2 separate regions of the Rattus norvegicus genome follow, and region 2 is linked to region 1. Evidence: chromatin contacts called from public Hi-C data. All regions are on one chromosome and are shown on one strand. Each heading gives the region's core, a stretch centred on a gene start, on an enhancer-like site or on the middle of the called end of the contact. The rest is flanking DNA. Distances are from core to core; before and after follow the strand shown.

What was found. A called contact is a pair of places that touch in the nucleus more often than the background predicts.
Region 2: a contact with region 1 is called in a Hi-C map of kidney, with 4 times the contacts expected there. The contact joins the promoter of Thoc3 here to the promoter of Rnf44 in region 1. A contact is called at or near these places in 3 of 12 Hi-C or Micro-C datasets (kidney and mammary epithelial cells).

Annotation. Positions count from the first base shown.
Region 1 is chr17:9,928,866-9,932,383 of GRCr8, reverse strand. Rnf44 (ring finger protein 44) reads right to left here and starts at 2,009. Exons shown (of 11, transcript NM_001024795.1): 1 at 1,780-2,009.
Region 2 is chr17:10,146,377-10,149,894 of GRCr8, reverse strand. It overlaps Thoc3 (THO complex subunit 3), which reads right to left and starts at 1,614. Exons shown (of 6, transcript NM_001106059.1): 1 at 1,311-1,614; 2 at 602-758. The coding sequence starts at 1,577.

The sequences.
Region 1 (3,518 bases), core at 760-3,259:
AGGAAGGAAAGGTGGTTCTCGAACTCCTGCCAGAAACTAAAGGGGTAAAGAGGTGACACATCCATTCCAGTTACTGAAACCTCACGGGGAACACAACTGATTCTTTGGCTGGTTCCCTGGTGCAGACTTTGTAAAGCCCCAGTCCTCTCAATGACAGTGGTCGGAGGAAAAACCACAGAACACCTCAAGACCACGTGGGAGATGGGAGTGTGAGTAGCCGTCCTGGCGAGGCAAGAGTAACTGAGCTAGACCAATCAACACTCAAGGTCAACCAGCAACACTGCTTTTCCTCACCTCTCTTTCACTGTATTCTCTATGAAGTTTGTGTAAACTCCTTAAGTCTGATCTTGCCCTCATGGGTCCACACCCCTGCTGGTCAAGTACGTATTCTGACTCCCGAGTAAGGTCTGCTTGCAGAAAGATATGCTCCCTCGGTCAGCAAAATCAGGCTATGGCGGGAATCAAGCTCCCCTTCCCTACTTGCTTGCTTAGCTGTACCTCCCACTAAACAGTAGCTTCCTAACTCCTACAAAGGCCGAGGAGGCCGATTTAGGGTGGAACCACCACACCTTGGCCAGTTTAAACTCCCTGGGTGACCTTGGTTAAAGAACTCCTTTAGTTTCTGCTAAGCCTTATTTACAATAAGTTTAAGCAAGGACTGAGATCTCCCCAGGGCGCCCCTAAAAAGGCAGAGACAAGAAACCAGGTGTTCACATTATAGGGGAAGAAAACAAAGTCCTAGAGGATAAGGTGCCTCCCAAAAGCAGGCCAGACACAGGCAGTGGGGCTCCAGCAGTCTTTCAAAGCTACCCCCTCCCTGAGGATGGGGCCGAAGCTCGCACACGTCCCAGGAGGGGCCTCCGTTGTTCTCCTCTTACTCCGTAATGCCGCACTCGGAGGAACACTGAGGGAAGAGGCCAGGCAGCAGCGCTGGGGCTAGAGCGCTGTGACTTTAAGAGCCGCGGATCCCGGACCATGTGCTCGGCGTGAGACAAAAGCAACAACAAAGGAAGTGGCGGCTGCAGGGGGAGGGGGGTAGCTCCTTCCCCTCCACCGCAGCGCTCCGCAAGGCAGAGAAGCGGCCGGGCCCGAACTAGGTAGCCGCAGGCAGCACCTGCCCCAGGGGCCCGGCCACTGTGCCCCACCACTCCCGCAGCTCAGAATCGACGCCTACGAGGCCGGCAAACAACAACGCGTCCCCGAGGGAGCCGTAGTTCCGGGGTGCGGGACAGAAGTTAGAGGCCTGGCCCGACTCACCGGCAGCCGTCCGACCACACGCGGGCTCCTTTGTTCGCGATGCGGGGTGCGGACGGTGAAGCGCCCGCTCCTTCGCGAGCCTGCTCTGTCTTCCGCCTCCCCAGCCCGGGCCCGAGAGAAGGGCGGCGCAGGACGCAGCTGTGCTCTCCGAGGGCTGGCCCTTTAAGAACTGTCCGCGGCGGCCGGATGGAACCAGCCCCACGTTTTGATTCACAACATTCGGAGCGGCGGAGGCGCGCAGCGCGGGAGGCGGCTCGCGGGGGCGCGCCAGGACGCTCAAGCAAACAGTAGCGGCTGGAGCCGGCACCCGCCCCGCCCCGCAGGCCCCGCCCCACCCCGCGCGTCGGCCAATCGGGTCCTGCGGACGGCACGTGACTAGCGGGTCGCCATCTTGAAAGGCTGGCTAAAAAAGCCTCTTCGCCCCCACCTCATACTTCAAAACCCCCAAGGCCAGGTTGCAGGTGAAAAGGGGCACGACCTCAGGTGCCCGGGCGGCGGCGCGCACTAACATGTCATGGTTACCTTCTTAGGGCCGCGGCCTTTGTGGGGCACGCAGCCTCTCAGGCAGCCGAGGTGAGAAGACCGCTCTCAGCCCAGCAAGCACACTTCCCGGAGATGACGTCACTCCCGAGCCCTGCAGGCCTGCGATGACCTCATAGCTCACCTCGCCTCTCGACTCTCGTTTTCTGTTCCGTTTCGCGGCGCCTTTAAAAAGCTGGGACAACCCAGATGGCTGAAGAGACCAATGGCTGAGGTCCCATGCAAATGATTTAACGTCTCCCGGGCAGGGGGATTGGTCCTGCGTATGATGACGTCACAGAAACATTTCGCCACCCCGCCTCCAGCGCGGCCCGGGAAAAGGGGTGGAGAGACTCTAGTTCAGCAGTAGTAGGAAGAGCTGGAATCCCTTGTACCAAACCCAGGGAAGTTTCTGCACTTTAGTTCTCTATGCCTCCCAACACGTGTGAGCCTAGGGATTATGACAAGGAGTCCACTATACCCTAGAGGAGAGTCACTCCACCAGGACCGGTGGATCAATGTGAGTTCGAGAACAGACTGGTCTACATAGCTACAGAGACCTTGTCTTCAAAAGACAAACAACAAAGTATCACACACCAGGAAACACAGCTGAGAGAAGAGATGGAGCAGACATCGGTCTCCCCTTAGACTGTCCTCCAGGCAAACGTACAAAGTGGGGTATGGTGTCTGCACCGATTATATAAGCTTCTGCATCTATCTGCATTACCTAAAGCACTCATGTCTACTAGGATGGTCTGTAGTAACTGGATTCTTCCAGCGCCCACCAACCTAGAACAAGGTGTCAGTAGAAAATGGCAACATTTGTTAAACCTCTGTGGCTACAGACTGGTGACACTCTGTATTTTGTAGATGTATCCCATAATCTCAAATACTAAAAAAATCAAACTAATTTGCTAATAGGATGTAACAGTATTATTAATTTCAACTGGATATTGTATCTACATACAGTATCCTGAAATGATACAGGAATTGTCATTAGGGTGCACCTGTTCGGGAGGGCATTTTCTATTTTCTTTGTTTACTGTTGTTTTTGTTTGTTTATAAACATAGTCTCCTGTATCTCAGGCAGCTTCAAACTCTTGATCTTCCCCAAGAGCTGAAATTACAGGCATATACCACCACTCCTGGTTTAGATTTTTAAATTTGGTAACTGTGCATTTGCTTTTAAAAATTCTAGACAGAGGGCTGGAGAGATGGTTCAGTAATTAAGAGCACTAGTTACTCTCCAGAGGACCAGGGTTCAGTTCCCAGCACCCACATGGCAGTTCACAACTGTCTGTAAATCCAGGGGATCTGACACCCTCACACAGACATACACGCAGGCAAAACACCAGTACATTTAAAAATGAATTCTATAAAAAAAAATTCTAGACAGAGCTGGGTGTAATGGCCCATGCCTTTATTCCCAGAAACTGAGAGTCGGAGGCAGATAGCCTCTAAGTTAGAGGCCATCCTGATCTACACACTGAGTTCCAGGACAGCTAGAGCTACACAGGAATCTTGTCTCAAAATACAAACTTTAGACCGTACAACCCACTGAAAAAAACTGCCCAAAACCTATAAAACAATTTATCTTAGGCCTATTTTTAAAGGATTTTATCATTTTATGTATATGTATGAATATATTTGACTGTATGTTTGTACAACATGTATGCAGTGCCTGTAAGGGCCAGATGGTTCTCATTGGACCTCTGAGAACTGGAGTTAAAGATAGTTTGAGT
Region 2 (3,518 bases), core at 365-2,864, 220 kb before region 1:
TCTTAGTAGGTTTTACTGCTGTGAGCAGACACCACAACCAAGGCAACTCTTATAAAGGACAGCATTTAACTGGGGCTGGCTTACAGGTTCAGAGGTTCAGTCCATTAACATCAAGGCAGGAGCATCCAGGCAGATGTGGGGCTGGACAAGTTGAGAGTTCTATATCTTAATCCAAAGGCGAACAGGAGAATACTGGCTTCCAGGCAGCTAGGATGAGGGTCTCAAAGCCCCCTTCACAGTGACACACTTCCTCTAACAAGGCCACATTTTCTAATGATGCCACTCCCTGGGCCAAGCATACTTAAATTACTACACCACTTTGAACACTGCCTTTAAATATAATGCACAATTTTCCAGATCACCCATTGTACCCTGCCATTTCTCAGCCATTGTAACCTGCCAGGATCTCCCAATTCTCCATGCCTCTGCACACACTACTCCTGGGATGGCTTCCACTGCTCATCTATGTATCTATGGCCTGTCAGGAAAGCGCTCACATTCTATTCTGGTCTTCTCCAGGCAGACATATACATCCTGATAAACTGCACTAGCTACAAAGAACACAGTACATGGCTGCTGAAGACCCTCTCTCTGAAGTTACCTTTCGTGTTCACAGTGGCGATGCATTTTGTAGTCCTCACATCCCAGATGCGAATGGTTTTATCTCCAGATGCGGTGACAAAAAGGTCAGGGTTGCTTGGATGCCAGCAGAGCTGGTCCACGCTATCCCCATGTCCACGGTAGTTGTTTTCCTTGACCTTAAAAGAACAGAATTCAGATGCCACTTTTATCCGAGCAGTGGTACATTGAAACCAGCAAAGATCTGGATATGCAAAAAAGAAATCCAGCTCTTTTCCCAAAACTTCAACTCACACGAACCTCTCTGAGCTTCGACATCTGCCCTTCCTGGGCTCCTTTCTTTCTTCTTTTACCACATAACCACCCCAACCCATCTGTCCACTCCAAAAAGATGCACTATCATTTTCAAATAAAACCCTCGTCTCCACCCTAGGGACTCTACCACCTCATCAGTCCCTAGCCATTCCTCACCGAGTATTCCTACCCTGGGCTCTTGTAGACCCTCATCACTCTCGGCCACAAAATTTCAACGTTCCCTGGCCTGCAGCCACGTCGCCACACCTCTTTACTTGCCACTAAGTTCGTTCTCTGCTCTCCGCCAGGCAGCCTCAGCCCATTCGTCACTCCAACTCTTCCAGCCCCTCAAACCTTTCCTCCTTACCGCCAACGACAGGCCCTCTCCCTCCACACACAGCCCCCTTCCCGGCCATGCCCGTGCCCTACAAACTCACCAGCCGGTCCTTCTCCAGCAAGAACACGCTGGCAGTCTTGTCGAAAGATCCCGAGGCCAAGCGACGACCGTCGCAGCTCCAGGCCACCGAGTGCACCTTGGCACTGTGCGCCGGGAACTCACGAGTCTTGCTGTGGCCTCGGAACAACTCCTGCATCCCGAGCACATAACGAGACGGGCCACTGCTCACCGAGCACCAGGGCGCCATCGACCCGGGGCCGCTCTGGCTGAGGGCAGAGGGCCCCAGGACAGCGGCGGGAACCGCCATGGCCCTCTCCGCAAGGATCGCGCGCCGGAAGCTGGAGACTCTGAGCCTGGCGCCGTCGCCGCGCGCATGCGCCGATAAAAGCGCCTTGTCGCTCCGCGCAGGCGCCTCTCGCCCGCCCCGGACTACAAATCCCGGCATGCAGGGCGCGTCCACATTTACCTTTTGGAATAGGGATGATTTCTCCTTAAATTCGCGTCTTTTTCGAAGACTTCAATTTTTTTAATGGTCTTCTCACCTGTTTCTTGGTAGTCTGGTTTATTCGAAAAAGAGGACCAAGGTTAAAGCCTCCAATTTACCTACAAGTAAAAATATCTTTTTGTTCTAGAGTTGCTTTTCACTGCAAGGTCCTCATCCTGCCCTTAAAGCAAAAGGCCATAGCAAAATTCTCGCTCCAGGAGAAAGGTTAGATGTTTGTGGAATGAAGGAATTGATAAGTGTGGGTTTGTCGGTTGGAGTTGGGAAAAGTTGGTTGATTTGAAATTTGGTTTGTTTGGGGGTTTTGTTTTTTGTTTTTTGTTTTTGTTTTTGTTTTTGAAGACACGGTTACTCTGTGTAGTCCTGTCTGTCCAGGACCACCACCATCCGATTGCTCCTTGTTTGGTTAGTTTTTCTTGGATTTTGGTTTTTCGAGACAGAGTCTCTCGGTGTATCCCTAACTGTCCTGGAACTCACTCTGAAGACTAGGCTGGCCTCGAACACAGAGAGATCCGCCTGCCTGCCTCCCAAGACGTTTTGTCTTTTGATCGTGGTTGTTAAAAGATATTGCATATGCACGACAGTAAATTAGAAGAAAATAGTGGAAAGTAAAGTGACCATTTGGTGGCCACGCACACATCTCAGATCCTACCATTTCTTATGTCTCTCTTAAACCAAAAGATACCCGGATGGATTTAAAAAAAAAAAAAAAAAAAGGTGCACTGCCAGGATGCACTAAGCACTGGAGAAGAGCTGTGTAGGGATGGGGGGCATCGGAGGAACCAGCTGTGGTGTCGCAGGCTTATGGGACAGGCAGATCCCTAGGACTCACTGGCCAGCTGTCTTAACTTCCTTGGCAAGTCCCAGGTAAATGAGCGACCCTGTCTCAAAACAAAACAAAACAACGAATGGTGCTTACAGAAAAGGGGTCTTGCAAGGTAGCTCAGTTAGAGAGGTATAATAGTTTATTCAGTTGTTTCCTAGTATTGTCCTCTGGTCTCACACATGCGTACAGGTAAACTCATTTAAATGACTCTATCCCTGAATACTATGTTCTCTACTCGGCCTGACTGGAATTCCCTTGTACTTTTCCTGAGTATTCTTATCTGTTACTTTCATTAATAGCTATCTCCCTCCCTGAATATAATTTCTTGAGATCAGTTTTTATGGTCCAGCAGTGTCGGCCCCCTTCACTGGTATTTTGCACTTGGTAGGCACCTGGTATTTACTAAATAAAATGGGAAAAGTGAAAGAAAGAAATCCTTATATAATAGTACCATACATGATAAATAGTCACAAGAAAAATTTAATTTTTAAAAAAAATTATTTATTTTATTTATATGAGTACATTGTGGCTGTTTTCAGACACACCAGAAGAGGGCATCAGATCCCATTACAGATGGTTGTGAGCCACCATGTGGTTGCTGGGAATTGAACTCAGGACCTCTGGAAGAGCAGTTGGTGCTCTTAACAGCTGAGCCATCTCTCCAGCCCCAAAATTTAATTTTTTGATGGTGGAGGGGAGCTTATGACAGGAATTTTCTGTGTATCCCTGTGGACCAGGTTGGCCTCGAACTTGAAGAGTGCTCCACCATGCCTGGCTAATAGCATTTTTAATTAATTTTTTAAGGAACATAGAATCGATAGAGAGATGGCTCTCCGTTTAAGAACACTTGCTGCCCTAGCAAAGGACGACTGTGCCCTCCCTGGGCACCTACAAAGTGGCCCACAACTCTTGGTAACTCT